2 separate regions of the Mus musculus genome follow, and region 1 is linked to region 2. The links are chromatin contacts, called in public promoter capture Hi-C maps. All regions are on one chromosome and are shown on one strand. Each heading gives the region's core, a stretch centred on a gene start, on an enhancer-like site or on the middle of the called end of the contact. The rest is flanking DNA. Distances are from core to core; before and after follow the strand shown.

Region 1 (6,766 bases), core at 1,920-4,419, 1.2 Mb after region 2:
GAAAAAGTAAGTCTCTGATGGCAATCTATAGTCAGGAGCGACAATCTGTAGAAACCTTTGAAAGGCTGGGGTTGAGAAATAGTTGTACGGATGCAGATCCTCCACAATCATCTGAATAACTGCCTGACTTATTTGATTTGCGGCTGCATTTTCACAATGTGTCGTCGTTTCTCTCTCTTGTGCGTGCACCGGATTATCTTGGTCTGCAACAGGAATAGGACTCTCAGATCTATTTTCAACCTCTAAACAAGGGGGTTCATCTGTATCAGAGTCACTGAGGTCCTCAGCTGTTAAATCTTGGCTGCCTGATGACTTCTCTCCAGGCATCGTATCATTCAGGAGATCACTGCTCTCTGTTTCAGTCTCATCTAATCCGTTTCCAATAGCACCACTGTCTTTGTTGGCAACAGCCCAATGGATGGGATGCGTGGCCTGAAGATGTCGTTGAAGTGTTGAAGTTCCTAAGTGGGAACCTGGCCTACCCCGGCTCACACTTCTTTTACATATGTTACACACAGCTCTTGAGATGTGCTGAGGGTCAGTATAAAAAAAATTCCAAACTGCAGATGTCTTGGCTCTCGTTCCTGGAATTAAGGCATGCTTGACAATGTTGCTTTTGATGAGAAAGCGCCCTCTTTTTGCCCTCAGGGCATCAGATGCTGACTTATCGCGCTTCTTACCCATTCTGTTTTCATCTACAGAATCAGTAGGAATATACTCAAAGCTTCCATTGCTTCCAGGAGAAGGAGGAGACAACGATAAATCCAAGGTAAAGTCCTCCTCCCCATTAGTGACTCCAAACTTGTTGGCCCTGGTCCAGTGAGGAGAATGCCTTGCCTGAAGATGTCTTTGAAGAGTAGATGTACCAAGATGGCTGCCTGGCTTACCCCTGCTGACACTTTTTTCACACAGGTTACAAATTGCTCTCCAGGTATATTGGGGGTCAACATGAAAGAAGTGCCACACAATGGAGGTTTTGGCTCTGGTACTAGGCAGATAGATTTGCTTTTCTATGTTGCCCTCAAAAAGACTTTCTTCATCTTGCTCAGGGGCACCGGAAGCTAACGAAGCAGGGGCATCAGCAACAGGTCTCCCAGACCCCAAATCCTTACTAAACTTTTTGGCAAGAATCAATTTTTTTCGGCGTCTTTTCCCCTTAATTCGCAAACCCTTCTTTCTTTTCTTTTTAGCAGGCAATTTTGTCTCTTTATTCGCTCCTTCTGCCACCATCTTTCCCTCTACCACATCGTCTTCGTCTGTGTTTGAATTAATGGAAACGCACCCCAGAATCCCAGCATCACCAAAAGTACTGCATCTTCTGCCAGGAGAGATTGAGGAAACTGGTACACTTAGAGTACATACACTCATTCTCTTTATGTCTCCACAATGCGGACCAGAACCTCTCAGTGGGTTTATTACTCTGGCAGAAATACAGCTGACCCTCTCCACTTGTATTACCTTTCCTCCAGTTTCTATGGGGAGTCAAATTCCCTTTCAACTGATGATTTCCAAGCCAGGTTATTTTTGGAGGAAAAATGACAGCAATGGAGAACATTCCCAAACTCTGTCTTGCAGGGCTTTAGGAGTTCTTGTAACTTTCAAATTCAAATCGTCCAGTGTCCTTATGTTATAGAAAAGAGAACCGAGGCCCATTTTCCCACCGTCATGGGATCTGGAGCAGCTAAAGGTTAAGTCTTCCAAATTGCAGGTTCACGTTCTTGCTGCCGAATCAAGAACTTCATCTGCTGGAAATGCCTTCAGTTCTTAAAATATGTACTTTTAGTGAATCCACACGACAACAACACTGGCTTTCCCTTAACTTCGGGAATATTTTCAGGAAATTTCACTTAAGCTTAGTGCACCACTCAACAGTCATCATTTAAGACTGACTTGCCAATACAACCTAAAAAGTCAATTCCGGCCAGCTAAATCAGATTCCACATACTAGGCATTAGCAGTAAGCGCTAGCTGTGCCCTTTCTGTTCTGATATTTTGAAAACTATAGGTGGCTGAAGAAAAATTAACTGGAAATAAAATTTCAAAACAAGGTAACAAGCTATATTCTTCATTTACGGTTTCTATCAAGAGTTCATATTTTTAGACTGAAGCAACATTACATACAACCTGTAAATAACTCATAAATTGACATTCTATGAGCAGCCAAACTAAAATAAGCTTTAAACCACTTCCATTCCTTTTCCGTGGGCCCCCTCCCCTCCCCTCAATACCAACACGTTTACCCTACGAAAGCATGGCTACCACTAGCTGCACAGCCGCCTTCTCTGGGTTCAGAACCAAAGCCTGGTAGATGTCAACAAAACGAGCCTTCCCCATGGGGATCCGCACCGATTATGGGCGTCTAAGGGGTGTTCTTCGTACGATCTCACCAATCCTACAAGAACGAAGAGTCCCTGTAGCTCTTGACTTCGAGGATGAAGGCTTGGGCGGGAGAGTAATCAGGGTAGGGAATGGGAATAGGATACCAGAATTCGACTCTGTATGTGGAATATTAGAAAACCTCCAAAGTAGTGGGACCCTAGAGAGGAAGGCGAGGAGGTAAAGTCGGGTCCAGGCACTTGATCTGATCTCGGGAGGGAGGGCCAGCTAACTAAAGAAACTGATTCCCGGAAGAGAGCAACCTAGTGTCAGTTCCCCCTCCGGGGGTCCGAAACAGTCGCTTTTCCGGGGCTACCCGGGAATCCCGGTTCGGGAACACCGGATGTGGGGGGAGGGGGAAGAGGTTGGTAAGTAAGGGAGCAGGCGCCGTGGGGGTGGGGCGGAGCGGGTGGGGGCAGGGAGGGTGGGAAAGTGAGCTGAAGTCTGCCTAGGAGCCCAGCAGGCCGGGGCCGCCGGCGGGAGTCCGGGTAGCTGCCGTGCTGATGGGCCCGGTTCAGACTTCCCGGGCTAGGCCGAAAGTCGGGCGAGGGGAGGCCGCTGCCACTCCCCTCGCCCTCTTCTCCCTCCCAGGCCCCAAGTCACCCGGGAATCAAAAAATGGGTCTAGTTACCAGAGAACAGAAACTTTACCGAACCGATGACAATGTCTCCGACTCCCGCGTGCTGCCACGTCTTTCTCTTTTCTTAGCTGCGGTCGCCCGCCGTCCTCACAGCAGCCGAACAAGCAGAAACCCAGGACTGCCAGCGTCAAAGATGGCGCCCGGCTACAGGCTCGCCTTTAAGGCTGGGCCAGTGAAAGTGCCAGCACGACGCAAAGCGCAGGCATTCTGGGAGTTGTAGTTTCCTCTATGAGGCCAGCCTTAAAATGGCTTCTTGGGTCATAGGGTCACGTGTCACGGAGGCACGGGGACCGGAATTTCTTTCTGTGGACCCGGATGCCTATCAGAAAATTATTCTTCACGAAAGTTTTGTTTTGTTGTAAAATCAAGGAGAGAAGCAAGAAACCTGTCTACCAGATACCAAACATTCAATTTATGTTAACCAGAGTGTGTATAATGAGCCTTCCAAACCTGATAGACATTTAATTAAAAATTAGCTCCGAACTAACTGACCTGTTGTGGCAGCACTTAAGAAGCAGAGGCAAGCAAGTCTCTGTGAGTTTGAGAACACCCAGATCTATATAGTGAGTTCCAAAACAGCCAGGACTATTTAGAGAGTCCTGTATCACAAAACAAAACAAAAACAAAAACAAAAACAAAAACAAAAACTACTTTTCTCTTGCAAAGTTGAAGGACTTCCATAGCAGAAGTTCTGCTCTGGATGCTTTCCTTTACTTAATCACATTTATCTGTTTGTTTGTTTTGGCTTTTGAGACAGATATACTATGAACTCCTAACCTGGAACTTGCTCTGTAGACCAGGCTAGCCTCCAATCTTTAGCAATTCTTCCTCTCCTTGAGTGCTAGTGCCACAGGCATCTGCTACCATGCCTGGCTAGTTTTGTCTGTCTTTCTTTCTTTCTTTCTTTCTTCCTTTCTTTCTTTCTTTCTTTCTTTCTTTCTTTCTTTCTTTCTCTCCTTCCTTCCTTCTTTCTTTCTCTCCTTCCTTCTTTCTTTCTTTTTTTCTTTCTTTCTTTTTTAAGGTTTATTTATTTTATATGAGTACACTGAAGCTGTCTTCAGACACACCAGAAGAGGGCATCAGATCCTATTACAGATGGTTGTGAGCCACCATGTGGTTGCTGGGAATTGAACTCAGGACCTCTGGAAGAGCAGTCAGTGCTCTTAACCACTGAGCCTTCTCTCCAGCCCATTTGTTTGTTTTCTTAAAACAACGTGTGTTAGAAAAATAATCCATGTTTGATAAGAAAGTTACAAGATCGTGCAGTATGTAAAGCACTTTCCATGTATGCCTCAATTCCATCCCCAAAACCCATAAAGTTGTCCTCTGACATTTAAAAGTATACTGTGACAGGAACACCCATCAGACAACAATCTTTTTTTTGTTTTGTTTTTGTTTTTGTTTTCTTCAAGACAGGGTTTCTCTGTGTGGCCCTGGCTGTCCTGGAAGTCACTTTGTAGACCAGGTTGGCCTTGAATTCAGAAATCTGCCTGCCTCTGCCTCCTGAATGCTGGGATTAAAGGCGTGTGCCATCACTGCCCGGCGACAACAATCACTTTTAAAAAATGAAAATAAAATTGTAAGTTCAATCGCCAAGTTGGGGGTGTCAGGAAGTTATGAAGAGCAGTGGGGAAGGAGGAATTTACGAAGGTTGAGAGACAAGAAGGAAAAAAATATGAGCAACTACCTCTCATTATTCACGTTATTTTGTACTTTTTCTTTAATATGAAGACAGACAGAAACACACACACACACACACACACACACACACACACACACGCTCGCGCACATAGTTTTTGGGAAAGAAATGGCCTCTGGGCCTGGTATAGTAGTATACACCCCTGATTCCAGCTCTTATGCCACAATAACATAAGATCACCACAGGCTAATCAAGACTATGTAATAAAATCCACAACAAAACATTCGAGGCGTGGTGGCGAGCACCATTAGTCCCAGCACTGAGAAGGCAGAGGCAGGTGGATCTCTGAGTTCAAGGCCTGCCTGGTTACAGAGAGAGTTCCAGGACAGCCAGGGCTACACAAAGAAACCTTATCTGGAAAAACAAAACAAAAATGACATCTGACCTTGCAACTTTAAGTCATAATGACAAACCTATGCAGGGGTAGCCAGGGTGCTCTAAAAACCTTTGCTTTGTTTATTGTTTTTGCTATTACTGGGATTGGGGGGGGGGGAGGGCTTGCTTTTGTTGTATGTCGAGACAGTCTCACTCTATAGCTCAGGCTGGCTGTGAACCTCTTGTTCTGCCCCAGTTTCCCAGCTGCAGTCCTTCCAGGCCTGTGCAGCTGGCCCTCAGCTATATTTAGATAACTGTACTAGCTAGGCATTGGAGAATTCCAAAATAGGGTATGTTCCTTGTCCATATGGCAGTTTGGAGTTCTCCTGAAGATGTGGTAAGTATCTCTCAGGCAGTGAACACCAAGCATCAAGCCGTGGTTTACACGGAAGTGACACACTCAATTCTTATATGATCCAGATAGATGTGTGTGTGAGTGTGGGAAGACTATAACACCAGCATGCTTCAGTGAAAGGGACAGCTGTTATTCTTCGCTCCAGCCCATTTGTACCTAAAAGGGATGGAATGCAGGCCGAGTATTGGCATGTCTTCTGAAGTTTTTAACATGAGCAGGACAGAAAGAAAGAGAGTGGGGGGTGGGGAACGTTCACCAGAGATTTAGATTACTGGGGGTGCAGGGTGTACAAGTGTGGACCTGTGGAAGTTAGAGGACAATTTCAGGCATTATCCCTTAGATGCCATGGTCCCCTCTCACCATCTTTCACCATCCTGGAACTGCAGGCAGGCTAACAAGCCCCAGGACCCCACCTGCCGCAGTCTCACCAGTGCTGGGATTGTAACCCCACTGTGGGACTGTGAAAGGTAGCTTGGTCCCCCTGTTGAACTAAGGCTTGAAACCCTGGAGAACCTGGAGGGGTCATGTCCTCTACGTGTGGAGGGATTGGGGTATTGTGCTTCAGTGACTGATGGTCACAAATCTATAGGGGGCTGCTGTTAGTGACAGGGGCTTGGTGCCTGGGATCAGGTGAAACTTCTACTGTCCCTTCAGGGTCTCTGGAGTTGCAAGCCTTAGCTCAACTGGGGACCAAGCTACTTTTCACAGTGCCACACCCCAGGGCATGCCTGAGCTTGCCCATGAGTTTTAAGAATCAAACTCAGGGCCTTGAGGTCCTGGAGTTAGCGGTTACTCAAGAAGCTATCTCTTCAGCCCAGAATTCAGGCCTTTTTGGTGAAAAACTTCTACATTTGGAAGCTCCTTCAAAAAATTTACTTTCTGGGCTGATGTGCAATCTCTACCTTCCATTTTGTGTGGAGGAGTGAAAGAAAAACCCAAGCAGCAAAGAAAGTCAACAGTGGAAAGTCCATGCAATCGATCGTAATTGAACCAAACAAGCCACATTCCAGCTCCAGCAAGCAGCAGATCGAGGCGGCTTTTGACAGGTGGGTCTGGCTTTAGAGTCAGGGGTTGTAGAATCTCCCTCTGGGAGGAAGCTCCCTCGGTGTCCCTGTACAGAGGCCCAGAGAAGCCATTGTGTGAAGCTGTGAAGGCAAGGCCTGGATTGTTGGACACCCCGGGATGCTGGAGATACCAGAGTCGTGGGATACCTACGTAGGAAAGCTGCAGACCCAGCATGGGACCAGCACAAGAGAAAGAAGTGGGTCGTACTTAACAGAGCTGAAGGAGATGGAGGTCTAAAGAGGACTGTGACATCAGA
Region 2 (6,810 bases), core at 2,517-5,016:
GAATGATTAATAATGAAAAGGTCAGGCCGGACGGTGGTGGCGCAGGCCTTTAATCCCAGCACTCGCGAGGCAGAGGCAGGCAGATTTCTGAGTTCGAGACCAGCCTGGTCTACAGAGTGAGTTCTGGGACAGCCAGGGCTACACAGAGAAACCCGGTCTCGAAAAAAAAAAACAAAAAACAAAAAAACAAAAAAAAAAACAAGGAAAGAAAAGAAAAGGTCAAGCTCCCTGCTTTTCAAAACATTCAATTGTTTCAGTTATCTGGCAACTACAGAAAACACTTTGAGGAATAATCATGTATGTGTGTTTGTGTGTGTATTTTTGTACATGTGTGTGTATTTGTGTGTTTTTGTATATATGTTTATGTGTGTATATGTTTGTGTGTGTTTGTATGTGTATGTATGTGTGTATTTGTAAGTGTGTTTTTGTATGTATGTGTGTTTGTGTGTGTGTGTGTGTGTTTGTATGTGTGTGTCTGTGTATGTATGTATGTGTGTATGTTTGTATGTCTGTATTTGTGTATATGTTTGTGTATGTTTGCGTTTGTGTCTGTGTGTTTGTGTGTGTATGTATGTTTGTATGTGTTCGTGTATTTATGTATGTGTGTGTTTGTGCATGCATGTATGTATATGTGTGTATGTTTGTGTGTATGTATGTATGTGTGTGTATGTTTGTGTGTCTGTATGTATGTATGTGTGTTTGTATGTGTTCATGCATGCATGTATGTGTTTGTGTATGTATGTATGTATATATGTATGTATGTATATGTGTGTGAATGTTTGTATGTATATGTTTGTGTGTGTATGCTTCCATTGTTTTCCAGGGAATGGCATCCAGACCTACCTATGTGCTTTTCTTCCCTTCTCAATTTTCTTGTCTCCAGGGAATTCAGAGCTGTGTTGTAACTGTCCTTTTTTTCTCTCTTTAACTACATTAAATCTGTAATTCTGCTGACAATGAACACTGACTGCACTTGTCCCCTTTTTCCGGGAGAGGCTTTGATCCTTGTTTTGTATTTTTGATGCCACCCCCAGCTCTCTGCTGTGGTTGTCAACCTTGTCTCTATGCTGGAAGCACACAGCTTTCAAACACACTTATGTTCTCTATGCCAGCTGCCAGGAGCTCTTGGCTGAGTGTGAACAGAAGGGTTCCAGGTAGAGTGTTTCCACCCCATACCCCATGGTGCTTCAGGCTCAACCCCACAGCCTCACACAGGCTCTACCATACATTCCAGCCTAGAATGTATGATTTTTATCAGTAAGGGGGATAAATACTAGCTGGCCTCCTGCATGAAGGACAGAAAATATCTTACTGAGAGGGAAGTTCAGCCTGGCTAAAAACCAAGTTCTTTTTTCATGACTGACAGGTACAAATTGCTCCAGGCCAAGAAGAAAAAAATCATTTAAAATTTCTCCCCTTTAAACAAAGCTTCAGATACCCTGTTTGACAATTAGTAATATTAATAAACTCTAATTAGCCCTCACAAAGCAAAGCCCACCAATTATAGTTTTTAATCAAAGTAGAACACAACGAATTACAAGGAATACAATGTCTACCATACCAAAAAAAGAAAATAAAAAAGAAACCCAAAAATAAAAAAACAAACCAAACCAAATCAAACCAACAACAACAACAACAACAACAACAAGCCAACCCCTACGGCTCCATTCTGAGGGATAATCATGCATGTCGTGCTCTATCACTAATTTGGAGATTTTTTTTCAGAGATTTTTTTTATTTAGGTATTTTCTTCATTTACATTTCAAATGCTATCCCAAAAGTCTCCCAGACCCCCCCCCCAGAGATTTTTAAAGTGCAAAAATATGCATATATAAACTTGACAAAATACAGTACATCTTTAACCGGGACCTCTTTGAAGTCCACGTTTTATCATCTCTAGTCAACGTGTCTGGGCAGAACATCTACCTTATACAGGCTGTTTCCTTCTCTGTATCCTCTGCACCAGCAAATGGAGCCCCCAAAGCAGAAACATGTCACACACACACACACACACACACATCTTTTGCATTTATGCCGCTTCCAATTCTGTCTCCTAATCTCAAGCTCCTTGATTGTTTTTCTCTCCTGTAGATTGGATTCAGACCATCCTTCACGGCCAACAGTAAACTCCTGGAGAGTTTTTACCCCTCACCGGAACTCCTACTCAACAGTGTCTTTAAGAGGTTGATCTTTAGGGCTAGGCTTATAGGTAGGCTCTGTAGGTAAGGCTTAGGTTCAATCACCAGTACCAGAAGAGCTGAAAGCAAACAAACCAAACCCAAACCCAAACCCAAACCCAAACCCAAACCAAAGCAAACCAGCACAGCAGCAGCAGCTGCAACAACAAAAATCCCAACCCGTCTAATGTTATTTCCTTCTTCTCTCTCACTCCAGGACTCACTAGGGAGCCCAGGCTCCTTCCTGAGTGCTGAGATTACATATATGAGCTATAAGACTGGGTAGGAATTTTTATTTTTTAAACATTAACTTGATCATATTATTCCTTCCTTGAAAATTTTACAAAATGCATGTTCCATTAGAAAAAAACATGGCCAGGGACACCAACAGTCTGCCTACAGAAAATAAACCCATATACACGTGAAAAGTTCATCATTATTACTTCATAAGTGAAACAATGTATTTTTTTTTCTGTTTCACTAAGCCAGTGGGTACAGCCAAAGAGACCTGATAATAAATCACTGTGAGAAGTGCAGAAATATTTCTACAAATTATTTCTGGTTCTATAGTATTTGGATAGCATTTCGGAAATATTGGACACGAAAGGGAGTGAAAATTGTCCAATATCTCTGAGCCTCAATTACTGTTTTTGGGTTAAATGGCTACATGAAAGACATATTTAGGAGATAGTAACTGGTAAATAATGGCTTATACTTGCTGTCACCTGATTTTTTTATGCACTTTATATGCTTAACTCATTTAATCCTCGTAATTCTCTAAGTAGTATTATTATCACTGTCATTTTACGCACAAGGAAAGGGTTAAATACCCATAACGGTGAAGTCAGTTAGGAGGACCTCTAGATTACTGTCATTATAGCTACACAGGGGTGACTTGCCCACCACATTGGATAAACACTTCCCACCCCACGCCCATTATTTACCATTAGCTGGTCTTCTCTGATTGCTCTGTGTACATCAAGTCTGACAGAACTGTGGGACACTCAGTCCATCTCTCTTGACAATGTTCCTGTGCCCTAATCGATGTTGTGTACACAGTAATACCGCAGGAAAGGGCCTAACAAATACTATCGTGCCGTTTTATGTGATGCATAGCATAGTTTTAGAGACGTGAAATAATCTTCACGAAACTAAGTCAGACACATAGTAATTATAGTACTCATAGTAAGGTGAGCCAAGCCAGCACGCGCTCTGACCACGCCAAAGAGCTCCAACACTCTTGCACTAGGGGCCGACCTTTCCCGCTTTCCTGCGGTAGAAAGAATCGCCCGGAACCTTTCTTGCGGAGTCTCAGGCAGCCGCCGGGACAACCCAAGGAACACACGGCATTGTGAGTATTAGTGGGTTAGTGATATGCCTGAAATTTCTTGCTCACTTACGTGGTCCCGGAGAGAAAAGCTTTACATTCTTGTACTTTTTGGAGTTCCGACTGACTATGACATTTTTTTCTCCCTCGATAATATTATAGTTGTTTGATTACAAGAGCGTTTAATATTTTTTTTAATTAGGGAGAAATGTGGACAGCTACGTAAAACGAACAAGGAAGGCGGGGGAGGAAAGCGGAAGCCGCGGGGCCTTCTAAGTCCGAAAGTCTCCGGAGCTTGCGCCAGGCTCTTCGCGGCGCCCCCCACTTAGACGCGGGGCTTCTGAGCGGGTGGGGGAGAAGGAACTGTTGCCGGTGCGGAGACCAGGCGGCCAGCGTCTGCAGGGATGAACCTCGAGTTGCTGGGTGAGGAGGGCTTGCCTGCGACTTAGCAAACCCTTCGGTATTGGGAAGGAGGGAACCTGGGCGGGAGGGACCGCAGGCTGCAACCTTAGGGACACTCTTCGGAGATGGTTCATTGAGTGCTCGTGAGGTGGAGTTGCAGCAGCAGGAGTAAGACCAGCTTCTGTCCGAAGAGAATGCATTACTTTTCTGAAACCGCTTTCAGATCAGTTGTGGAGTCATTGAGGCACTTTTTGTCCGAGCTGTGATTTCGAAGATCGCAGGTGCTGAAGTAACAAATCAGACAGGACCAGAGTTTTGGAGATGCAGTCAGAGGAAGAGTGACCTAGGGTGGGTCAATTTTGAAGACCTGTCAGGGGATCCGGTGCCTAGATGGGATTACTCTTGCTGGAAAGGTGTTACTTAACCAGATTTTATTTTAAAAATAAAAAATAAAAAAAAGGTTAAGGGAATAGGTAAGGGTGTTGTAATTCGGCACTAAGTGGCGTAGTTGGCATTTGGAATCCAGTCATCTTGACTGCCCGTTTAAGGTCCTTAACCGTAGGGAGGTGTAGATCCCCGGAAATGTGAACTACACAAGCAGTTGTTTTATTCTCGAGACAGGGTTTCTCTGTATAGCCCTGGCTTCCCTGGAACTCATTTTGTAGACAAGGCTGGCCTCGAACTCAGAAATCCACCTGCCTCTGCCTCCCAAGTGCTGGGATTAAAGGCGTGCGCCACCACCGCCCAGCCAGTCAGTACTCTTAGCCGCTGAGCCATCTCTCCAGCCCACTTACAAAGATAATTTTTAAAGTGTTCTTTGTCTTTATAGCGGCTTTATTGGAGCATGGGTGCATGCTTGTGGATATAATACTGACGAAGTATGAAAGTATGTGAAAGGTGTATCTAAAATAAAAGACACCAATGAGAAAATTTTTAATTTGTTATTTTATGTGTGTGGGTGCTTTGTCTGTATGTATGACTGTGCACCAGTGATGTATGTGCCTGGTGCCCACAGGAGCCAGGAGAGTCAGATTCCCTGAAACTGGAGTTACAAATGGTTTTGAGCTACAATATGGGTGCTGGGAATCATACCTGGGACCTTTGGAAGAGCAGCCAGTGCTCTTAACCACTGAACCATCTCTGCTGCCCCTCAGTGAGATAATTTTTCTGCTATGCCAAAATGTGGATATTGTAATAAAGAGGATAACCAAGAGTTTAAGTTGATGATGTTTATTTTGTGGAGACTCATGGATGCCAGGTTGGACAGTTTACTTTTTAAGGAAGATAGGGCAGATACACCAACAGCTCAGATGGAGCACTGATTTATAAAGTTTTTCGGAGAGTTATAATGCATAGATGAATGTTGAGACAATATAAAACCAGTCTGGAAGGCCACAATGTATGAGTGATACACGGAATGTGTGAATTGGGACATAGAAAGAAAAAACATTGGGGAGGCAGTATTTGAGTGTAGTGGTGATAAGAAAATGAACTACAAAATAATGGTGCTTGACTAATAAGATGCAAGGAATTGTGAAAGGTAGCTTGGATCTGTTGGATGTAGACTGAGAGCTTGGGAGACAAGTCTTGACTTATGATCACCATTTGTTTCTGCTTATTGAAACCCTGGGACTGGGTGTGAATAGGTGGAAGGGAAAAGATGAAAGGGGCCAAATATTGTCAGGGACAAGATCTTTAGTTATTTACCTGGAGGGAAAAGGATGATCAAGTAATTATAAGTTAACTAATATATGCAGTGCTTCTATGAGCTAGTCACATTTTCAGGTACCTTCCATATATTTCCCTAAGTATAGCAGCTAGGGGAGGATACAGGTTAGCAGTTCCTTCCATAGACACCAGTTGAGTGTCAAGACAGCACTTGAGTCTGAAAACTGAGAAAAGCCTGCTCCCTTTAATTTCTGGGCAGTTTGCACTCCTTAGCGGCCTAAGGTGAAGGTGATTTTAGGAGGGTGTAGGAGAAGTAGAGACCAAGAGAGATGTTCCATGTTTATAAGAGGAAAAGAGGAAAGCTGTTATAATAGTCCTTTGAAAGAGTTAACAGTGTGTGTCACAAGGAAAGTTCTTTTGAATGATTCAGAAAGGTCATAGGGGAAACAGGAATTTTTAGTATTGGCTGATTCAGCAATTAAAAAGAGGTCTGAGGCTCCAAAGAGAAATCTCTTATAGAAATGACTGAGTATTATGTGAGAAAGTTAGTGATTGTAACTAACTTTATAATAATACAAGCAGGAAAAAGGAACAGAGGTGATATGGTGGGAATAGTTAAACAGTGAAGGACAGCTGGCCAGATAAAGGAAACAAAAGGCTAGGCTAGGCTGTGGGATGTGCTACTCAGGTGGCCTCATCAGGATACTAATTTTACTTCTGTGACCATCTGACCACTTTTTGAGATGTTGCTGGGTACCAGGTGGATGCACTGGAGATAAAATTACGAAGACAGTGCCTCTTGCATCCCTGGTCCTGTGCACTTAGTCAAATGCTGCATCACCAGCCCGGGATAGTTTTCAAACTTGTCTTTCCCTATAACTCATAGTAAAAACAATTTTTTATTTTTAAAATTTAAATGATCACTTACTTAGTGTGTATGGATTTGTGTGTGGGGGTATATGTATATGCTCACGTGCAGGTCAGAGGACAACTTTGGGCAGTCACTTCTCTCTCACTATGTGGGTTCTGGAGCTCTAACTCATGTTCTTAGACTTGGCAGCAAGCATCCTTAGCCACTGAGCTATCTCACTGGCCCAAGAAATAAACTATCATAATCCCTATGTATGTACACGTGTAGTTAGACTATTTCTGGCATGGGTGTGTCTGTGATGTATACCTATGTTAGTGTGCATGTGTGTGGGTGTTTGTGCACTCAAGAGGCCAGAGAAGGGAGTG

What was found. Promoter capture Hi-C pulls out the DNA fragments that hold promoters and counts their contacts.
Region 1: a promoter capture Hi-C map of pre-B cells shows a contact between it and region 2, with 4 times the contacts expected there. The contact joins the promoter of Zc3h11a here to the promoter of Rbbp5 in region 2. A contact is called at or near these places in 2 of 39 promoter capture datasets (the C10 cell line and pre-B cells) and 1 of 115 datasets of contacts at active chromatin or transcription factors (embryonic stem cells).

What each region holds. Positions count from the first base shown.
Region 1 is chr1:133,658,230-133,664,995 of GRCm38.p6, forward strand. Zc3h11a (zinc finger CCCH type containing 11A) reads right to left here and starts at 3,170. Exons shown (of 18, transcript NM_001276767.1): 1 at 3,008-3,170. Zbed6 (zinc finger, BED type containing 6) reads right to left here and starts at 2,656. Exons shown (of 1, transcript NM_001166552.1): 1 at 1-2,656. The coding sequence starts at 1,368.
Region 2 is chr1:132,473,601-132,480,410 of GRCm38.p6, forward strand. Rbbp5 (retinoblastoma binding protein 5, histone lysine methyltransferase complex subunit) reads left to right here and starts at 3,767. Exons shown (of 14, transcript NM_172517.2): 1 at 3,767-3,927. The coding sequence starts at 3,909. It overlaps 6030442K20Rik (RIKEN cDNA 6030442K20 gene), which reads right to left and starts at 3,464. Exons shown (of 2, transcript NR_165177.1): 1 at 3,122-3,464.